Linked DNA regions of Ovis aries: region 1 is linked to region 2. The links are chromatin contacts, called in public Hi-C maps. All regions are on one chromosome and are shown on one strand. Each heading gives the region's core, a stretch centred on a gene start, on an enhancer-like site or on the middle of the called end of the contact. The rest is flanking DNA. Distances are from core to core; before and after follow the strand shown. Region 1 overlaps ARHGEF7 (Rho guanine nucleotide exchange factor 7). Region 2 has its middle 25 kb from the start of ARHGEF7.

The links. Hi-C and Micro-C count contacts between places; a contact is called where the count stands out from the background.
Region 1: a contact with region 2 is called in a Hi-C map of mixed tissues, with 3 times the contacts expected there. The contact joins two enhancer-like sites. A contact is called at or near these places in 5 of 16 Hi-C or Micro-C datasets (liver, mixed tissues, muscle and 2 more).

Annotation. Positions count from the first base shown.
Region 1 is chr10:84,840,932-84,844,095 of ARS-UI_Ramb_v3.0, forward strand. ARHGEF7 (Rho guanine nucleotide exchange factor 7) reads left to right here. Exons shown (of 21, transcript XM_042255073.1): 5 at 1,414-1,615. Among named protein-coding and RNA genes, the nearest start is that of ARHGEF7, 49 kb to the left of the region's middle. Within about 2 kb of position 1,555, at least 8 of the 54 cell types and tissues checked have an H3K27ac peak or open chromatin away from gene starts, as enhancers often do. A contact at or near this core is called in tail adipose tissue, where this site is marked.
Region 2 is chr10:84,766,930-84,770,418 of ARS-UI_Ramb_v3.0, forward strand. No RefSeq gene overlaps it. Among named protein-coding and RNA genes, the nearest start is that of ARHGEF7, 25 kb to the right of the region's middle. Within about 2 kb of position 2,227, at least 12 of the 54 cell types and tissues checked have an H3K27ac peak or open chromatin away from gene starts, as enhancers often do. A contact at or near this core is called in tail adipose tissue, where this site is marked.

The DNA.
Region 1 (3,164 bases), core at 305-2,804, 73 kb after region 2:
GTTCTCTGAGACTTGCTACAGGAGAAAATCAGTAGAGACGCCACTTTTCAATGTCTCTGTAGGTTCCTTAGGTATTTGGCTGTGTCTCTGATAAACGCCCTGTGTAAAGCCTGTTGTTCGACAGCACAGTGTTGGGCTGTGGCTGCCCTGCAGTGAGAGGGGCGTCGAGCCCCCCCCCCCCCACCCCCCCGCGTCCCCTGTGCCGGCGGTGGCTGTGGTGCGGCAGCATCATGGCTCAGGCTCAGTGGGGCCTGGCCTTCCCAGACGGCATTCTGTGTGCCTTTGGCAGATGGCAGTCTACTCTCTGCCTTCTTCGAAAGACGCTCCTCTTGGGCCTTCAGACGGCTCAAGGTGTCCCGATTTCCTCTTCCCCGGGAGCTCACACGCCCCCTCGGCCTCCGGCACCAGCGCCTGTGGGCTGGCTGCGACCCGAGTCCACCCCTCCACTGCCTCCATCCTCATCTTCTCTCGGTCAATCCTGTTTTGGCGGGGTGCGTCTTACATTAACGTCTTGAGTAAAGGTGCTCTTCTTGCGTCTCTGCAGATGTCTTTATCCAGATACTAAAGTCTCTGTCTTCAGTTTTCTCAAGTTTAGGTGTGACGTGAATTGGCCCAGGTATCTTGTTTCCTGTTTGGGCTTCACTCAGCTTCTGGACGTGTGCTTGAGTCTTTCGGCACATCTGGGACACGCTGAGCTGTGCTTCTTAGACTCCTTTTTAGCAGTGTCCTTTCTCTAACAAGACTGTGGTTCCAGTGTCAGATCTTTGTCGTTTCTCACAGGTCCCGGGGATCTCATAGTTTTCTGTTTTTCACTATGTCAGTCTGAGTAAGTTTTGTAAGTTCTACCCTATTTCTGAGATTTTCTGTTTCATTCGTCTGTTTTGAGAGAGCTTCGCCTCAGTGTTGGTATCTGTCTTCTCAGTCGAGCTCGAGTTTGTTTATTCGTGGAACAAGGGGCATCTTAGCTCTTAGACACTTTTGAGAGCGTACTGGAAGACGTGGGATCCTGTTCACATCTGTGTCAGGCCGCCGTGGTCCTGGCTGAGGGTTGTAGGCTGTGGTTCTGGGGCCAGGCTCGTTGACCGGGCGTCTGCGGGGTTCCTGCTGGACCCTGACTGTGGACGGGGACGGTGAGACTCGGGGCCCGGCTCCCGCGCCGAGGCTGTGGAGCGCAGGGGCTTGTGCGTGTGTGTGGAGTGTTCTGTGGGCTAACGTGGCCCGAGTAAGGCCTTGCCGGCGGTTAACGGGGTTTTCTCCGGGCCGGGGCCTGGGCGGCGGTCGGGGCAGGGACTCCCGTGTCTCCAGCCGGCCCCGCGTGTGCCGCGGCTCTGCTGCGGTGCTGGGTCGCACCTGGTCTGATCGCAGCGACGGAGTGTTGTCTTCATGATGTCTCCCTCCCTTCTCCCCCTGTAGGACATGACCGACAACAGCAACAATCAGCTGGTCGTCAGAGCCAAGTTTAACTTCCAGCAGACGAATGAGGACGAGCTGTCCTTCTCGAAAGGCGACGTCATCCACGTGACGCGGGTGGAGGAGGGGGGCTGGTGGGAGGGCACGCACAACGGCAGGACCGGCTGGTTCCCCAGCAACTACGTGCGCGAGGTCAAGCCCAGCGGTGAGTGGTCGGCGGCCGGGGCGGGGCCGGGGCGGGGCCGGGGCGGGGCCGGGGCGGGGCCGGGGCGGGGCCGGGGCGGGGCCGGGCCGGGGCGGGGGCGGGGGCGGGGGCGGGGCGGGGCCGGGCCGGGGCCGGGCCGGGGCCGGGGCGGGGCCGGGGCGGGGCCGGGGCGGGGCCGGGCTTGGGAGTCCCAGCTGGGAGTGGTCCAGCCCTGGCGGAGGGTGAGAGCCTGGCCACACTGGGGGCTGGAGAAGGGGCTCCGCACTCAGGCCGGCGTCTCCTGCCATCGTGACACCAGCAGTTGAAAACAGACTCACTCTGTTCTTTACCGTCTGTGAGGAGAAACCTGTCACGTCTGTTAGTTCTTACTTTGTCGTTACACATTTGTATAAGGTGTAGTTCGTCATCCTTTTGGGGGCTTGAAGCTTGCTGTATGCCGCTGGCTGTGTAGCTTCTTACCGTGGGTGCTTCTGCCAGTCATGTGATGCTGAGTGATTTGTCCGTGTCTTTGCACTGGTGTGGCACTTTGGAATGCATCCCCTTCTGTACGTTTTCTGTAGTTGCTTAGCAGTTTCTTGAATTTAAAGAATTATTGCAAGGCCTATCTAATTTTGGAAGGGAGTGGTGGTCCTGGCATTGCTTGCATTTCTGCTCAGGTGTGATCGCGTCGTGGCACTGCAGGCGCTCCAAGGCGTGGCTGCTCCCAGTGGCCTCGTCAGGACACCCCAAAGGGTCAGGAGCCTTTGGCCAGGAACCTGGGGGCAGAGACCAGTATGCGTGTGTGTGTGATTTCACGGCCAGATCGCGTCTGTCCTGCTGCTGCTGCTGGACTGTGTTGTTTCTGGCTTTGGGCTCTGGTGACTGATGTCACTGCACGTGGGGCTGCAGGTGTCCGTCTGAGTCCTTTCGGGTCTCGTGGGTACGTAGCTCGGAGCGGAACTGCCAGCTCATACGGGGACTCCGTTCAGGTCTTGAGGCCCTACTGTGCGTCGCACACAGTGGCTCTCACACCCCACAGCAGGGCACGGGGCTCCTGTTCCTCCATGTCTTTGCCAACACTTGTTTCCTGTTTTTTTTTAATTTTGTCAGTAGCCATCCTAATGGTTGTCAAGTGGTATCTCATTGGTGCTCTTTATTCTGTAGTTGATCAGAAAAACAGCATTTGTTCATTATTAGAATACAGTTAAGAGTAATAGCCAAGCTTTTGTGTTCTGCTTCCTATATAAACTTCTTTTTATCTGTGACTTTCAGTCCTCACCACAGCCCCAGAAGATAGTGTTATCGGGGTATTCAGGGAATAGGGTGCAAATAAAACCCTCCTCTGAACACCCTCCTGTTAATCTGTCCCTGGGTAGAACCAGCCGAGGGCGCGGCGCTGGTGTCCAGCTGCCTGCGTCACAGACATGGCTGCTGGGAAGTGTGCCTTAGTCTGCAGCTTGGCTGGACTCAGCAGTCCCCGCCAGCCCGTCCAGGGGCAGCCCTGGCTCTGGCCCCTGGGCCTGAGTGCTGGGGAGGCCGAGCAGTCCCTCTGGGGCCAAGAGAGCGCTGG
Region 2 (3,489 bases), core at 977-3,476:
ACTCTCAGGACAGCAGAGACTGGAGGGGCTTCCAGCTTGCCCCCTCCCACCACTGGCCGCTGGTCCTCCTGCCCCTGTGGGGGCCCCCCGGGCCTCCTATTAGGATGGTGACTCAGGCCCTGGAGCCTGGTCACACCCTCAGGGCTCTGCTCCCAGGGAGATGGCGTCCAAGGGTGCGTCAGTCCTGCCGGGCTTCTGGAATTCTCTCTTTGGGGCCACAGCGTCCCGCCTACTGGGCTGGCTATGAGTCCCTGGAGCTTGCCGGCTCCCTCCTACGAAGGCCACTGATGTTGGGGACGCTGGTGCCCAGCTTCCCGTCCACCCCGAACTTCAGAATGTCCGAAATGGGGTCTGCGCTGAGGCTCTTGAGAGGAGATGGTCCTGGGCTGGGGTGGGCCCTCAGTCTGGCGGCTGGTGTCTCTGTAAGAGGAGGAGGACACACAGACGCAGAGGGCGGGTCCCAGCCCGTGGAAAGACTTGTTTATTTTATTAAAAGTAAGATTAGATTAAGAAATTATAGTGCAGACAAGGAATTTGCACCATCTACGTTGGGCCACCGGCGCCCGCTTGAATATCTAAGGGTGCAGACGTGGAGAGCCTCCGCGCTCCAGGTGGAAATTCAGCCCGAGTGTCAAGAAACCAGGCCGGAGACTAGTTAGAGAAGCTGGTCCAAGAAGCTGGCCCCATCCTTTATTGTTCAGAAGGCCTTTTATACTTTTGATAAAACACAGAGATCAATGGGTAACACAAGACTATGTAGCGTTCGCAGCTCAAGCTCTTTCTATACATCATTTGGTATACAAAGGTCTCAGGTGATTTACATTATCTTCTGGCCAAGAGGCTTGTTAACACTTTTTGGCTCTCTTCCTTAATGAATGTTAATCTTGTTTCCCCTGAAGTGTTTTTCTTTAATCTACACCTCCTTAAAGCATTAACATTAAAGTTACATCTCTATAGAACAAAGGTGCAGTGGGACACAACAAAGAGGGTACTTAACTCAAAGATCTAATGTTGCTAACACAAGGTCTACTTCTTGTTTTTCTAACTATATCTACAACTAAAGGATGTGAAAATTTGGCAGCAAATATTGACTCAACAAATGAAACTTTTAATCAGTCCTATTCTAATGATTTTGACTCTTTAGAAGCCCCTACATTCCTAGGATGTTTTAAGCTTCCTGTGCCCCCTGCGGTCAGGAGGCCTCAAACAATCACACGCGCAGCTGTACGAGTCCTGCAGGCAGGCTAGAAAGCCATCAGAGGGTTTTTTGGATTGAAACACTCTTTTAAATGCAGAAGACTAAAGCCCTGAATTGACTTTTTCCAGAAAATATCAGAAGAGTGAAAAAGCAGAGCACAAAAGCCGGCAGATTTTTGTTGGGGTACATGCTTAGGAATTTCCAGAGGGTCCCTGAAGTCTGAGCACGCCTTGTGTATGTCAGCTTCCTTCCTCATGACCTTGTCACGGGCGGGATTCCTCACACTGGCTCCCAGCAGCCGAGCGAGGGTGACGTGGCCTCCGTCCTCGGAAGCCTGGGCCTGGGAGCTGGGGGAGCGGGAGGAGCCCTGCCCCAAGACCGCAGGGGCGCGCAGCACGCCGTGATCTCGGACTTCTGAGCTCCAGACCTGTCGGGGGACACACCTCTGCCGTGTGAAGTCACCCGGGCTCTGGTTCTTCGCTGTGGCCGCCTTTGCTGCTGCTGTTGCTCAGGCATGTCTGACTCTCTGCAGCCACATGGCCTGCGGCAGCCAGGCCCCCCTGTCCTTCACTGCCTCCCGGACTTTGCTCAAGGTCGTGTCCACTGAGTTGGTGAAGCCATCCGACCATCTCATCACGACGGCCTTAGGTAACTAATAAAGGAGGCAAGGCAGAAATAAGGACACGGTCGGCGGGCGGCTGTTCTCTGTGTAAAACCTCAGGGCCCACGACCTTGGGCGTCAGGCCCAACTCCTCCAGCCACAGGAGCGCTCACGTGTCATGCGACCCTCGGTGGGCTGTTGGGTCTGGTGCTCCCTCCTGCCCCTCTTGGAAACCTTGTCTTGAGGTGTGTCCTGCAGGGTGGCTCTGCAGAGAGCCCTGGGCTGGTCACTGCAGCCTGAGGTCCCCCTCCTGAGGGACAGGGAAGAGGGGCACCCCTCCCCCAGTCGCCACCCCCCATTCTGTGTGAGGTCCTCATTCACGGATCCACAGGGCCCACCCAGCCTCAGAACTCCTTCCAACAATCTGTTCCACAAGAATGCTTTCTCCATCAGGGGTGAGTCATAATACTGAGTCACAATCTGTATTAAAGCTATGATTCCCGATTCCAACATACTTGGAAGTTTACTAATCCACCCTTAGAGCTGATTTAAGGTTTTTTCCACTGTAAGAATCTGGCTCCAAAGCCATCATACTGGCATCTTGGAGGTGACTGATTTTGGTGGGAACCGGAAGAAGAAAAACCTGGGCAGGGCCCTGTCTGCCTGGAAGCATTTCCTGGTCCCTGTCAGCTCTGCCTCCTGTCCTGAGCCAGTAGGAAGTGAGAGGCCAGCCCATGTGACTAAGAGTGAGAACGTTCAAGAACATTCTTTCGTCCCCACACTAATCAGCGCACATTCTTCCCAAGGCGTTTCACAGAGTGTCGGTCGACGAATCTGACTCCTGTCCTCAAGCCAACAGCTAGGAAACGGCCCCTCGCCCCTCAAGCTCTCCGCAAGATGGGCACCTACTGGGTGATCTACAGCTTTTTGTCCTTTGGGATCGTTTTGAACGAGGAGGATTTTCTTTGCTTAAGTGTTGCAAATGAGCTGTTTGCTTCAAGTTCTGGTATAAATTATCTCTCAGCCTCTGAACTTTTGAAGACAGAGTCTCTTGACTGTTTTCTGCCAGGACGTTCTCCGTTGTGGGGCTGCCCTGGGCCGTGGGGTGTAGTGGCGTCGCTAGCCTCTACTCACCACAGCAGAGACCTAGCCCGCCTGGTGTGGCCTCGCCTGTTTGTTGGGAAGCCATCCTGCAGTCTGTCTACCCCGAATCCCCTTTGGGGCCTCCCTGGTGGCTCAGTAGCACAGAACCCGCCCGCCAATGCAGGAGATGCGGGTTTGACGCCTGGGTTGGGAAGATCCCCTGGAGAAGGGCATGGCAACCCACTCCAGTAGTCTTGTCTGGGAAACCCATGGACAGAGGAGCCTGGCAGGGTACAGTCCATGGGGTGGCAAAGAGTCAGACATGACTGAGGCAACTGGGCACGGAGCCCTGGAAGGGGCCAGCTTCGGTACATCTTGCCAACGCAGCCTCTGAGCACTCTGGAAGCTCACCGGTCGTGGAGGGGTGGGCGCTGCTGTAGACCTCACCGTCCTACTGTGCAGGTGAAGCTCCGTGGGCAGGTGCCCACCTCCACAGCACACCTGTGGCTCTGCCTTGAGCACCCAGCAAGGCAGCCAGCCCTCTGGCTCCACCCCTGCTGACTGTCCAGGGCTCTCTGCCGCCTGAGGCAGTCGGGCTCGTTTTCTC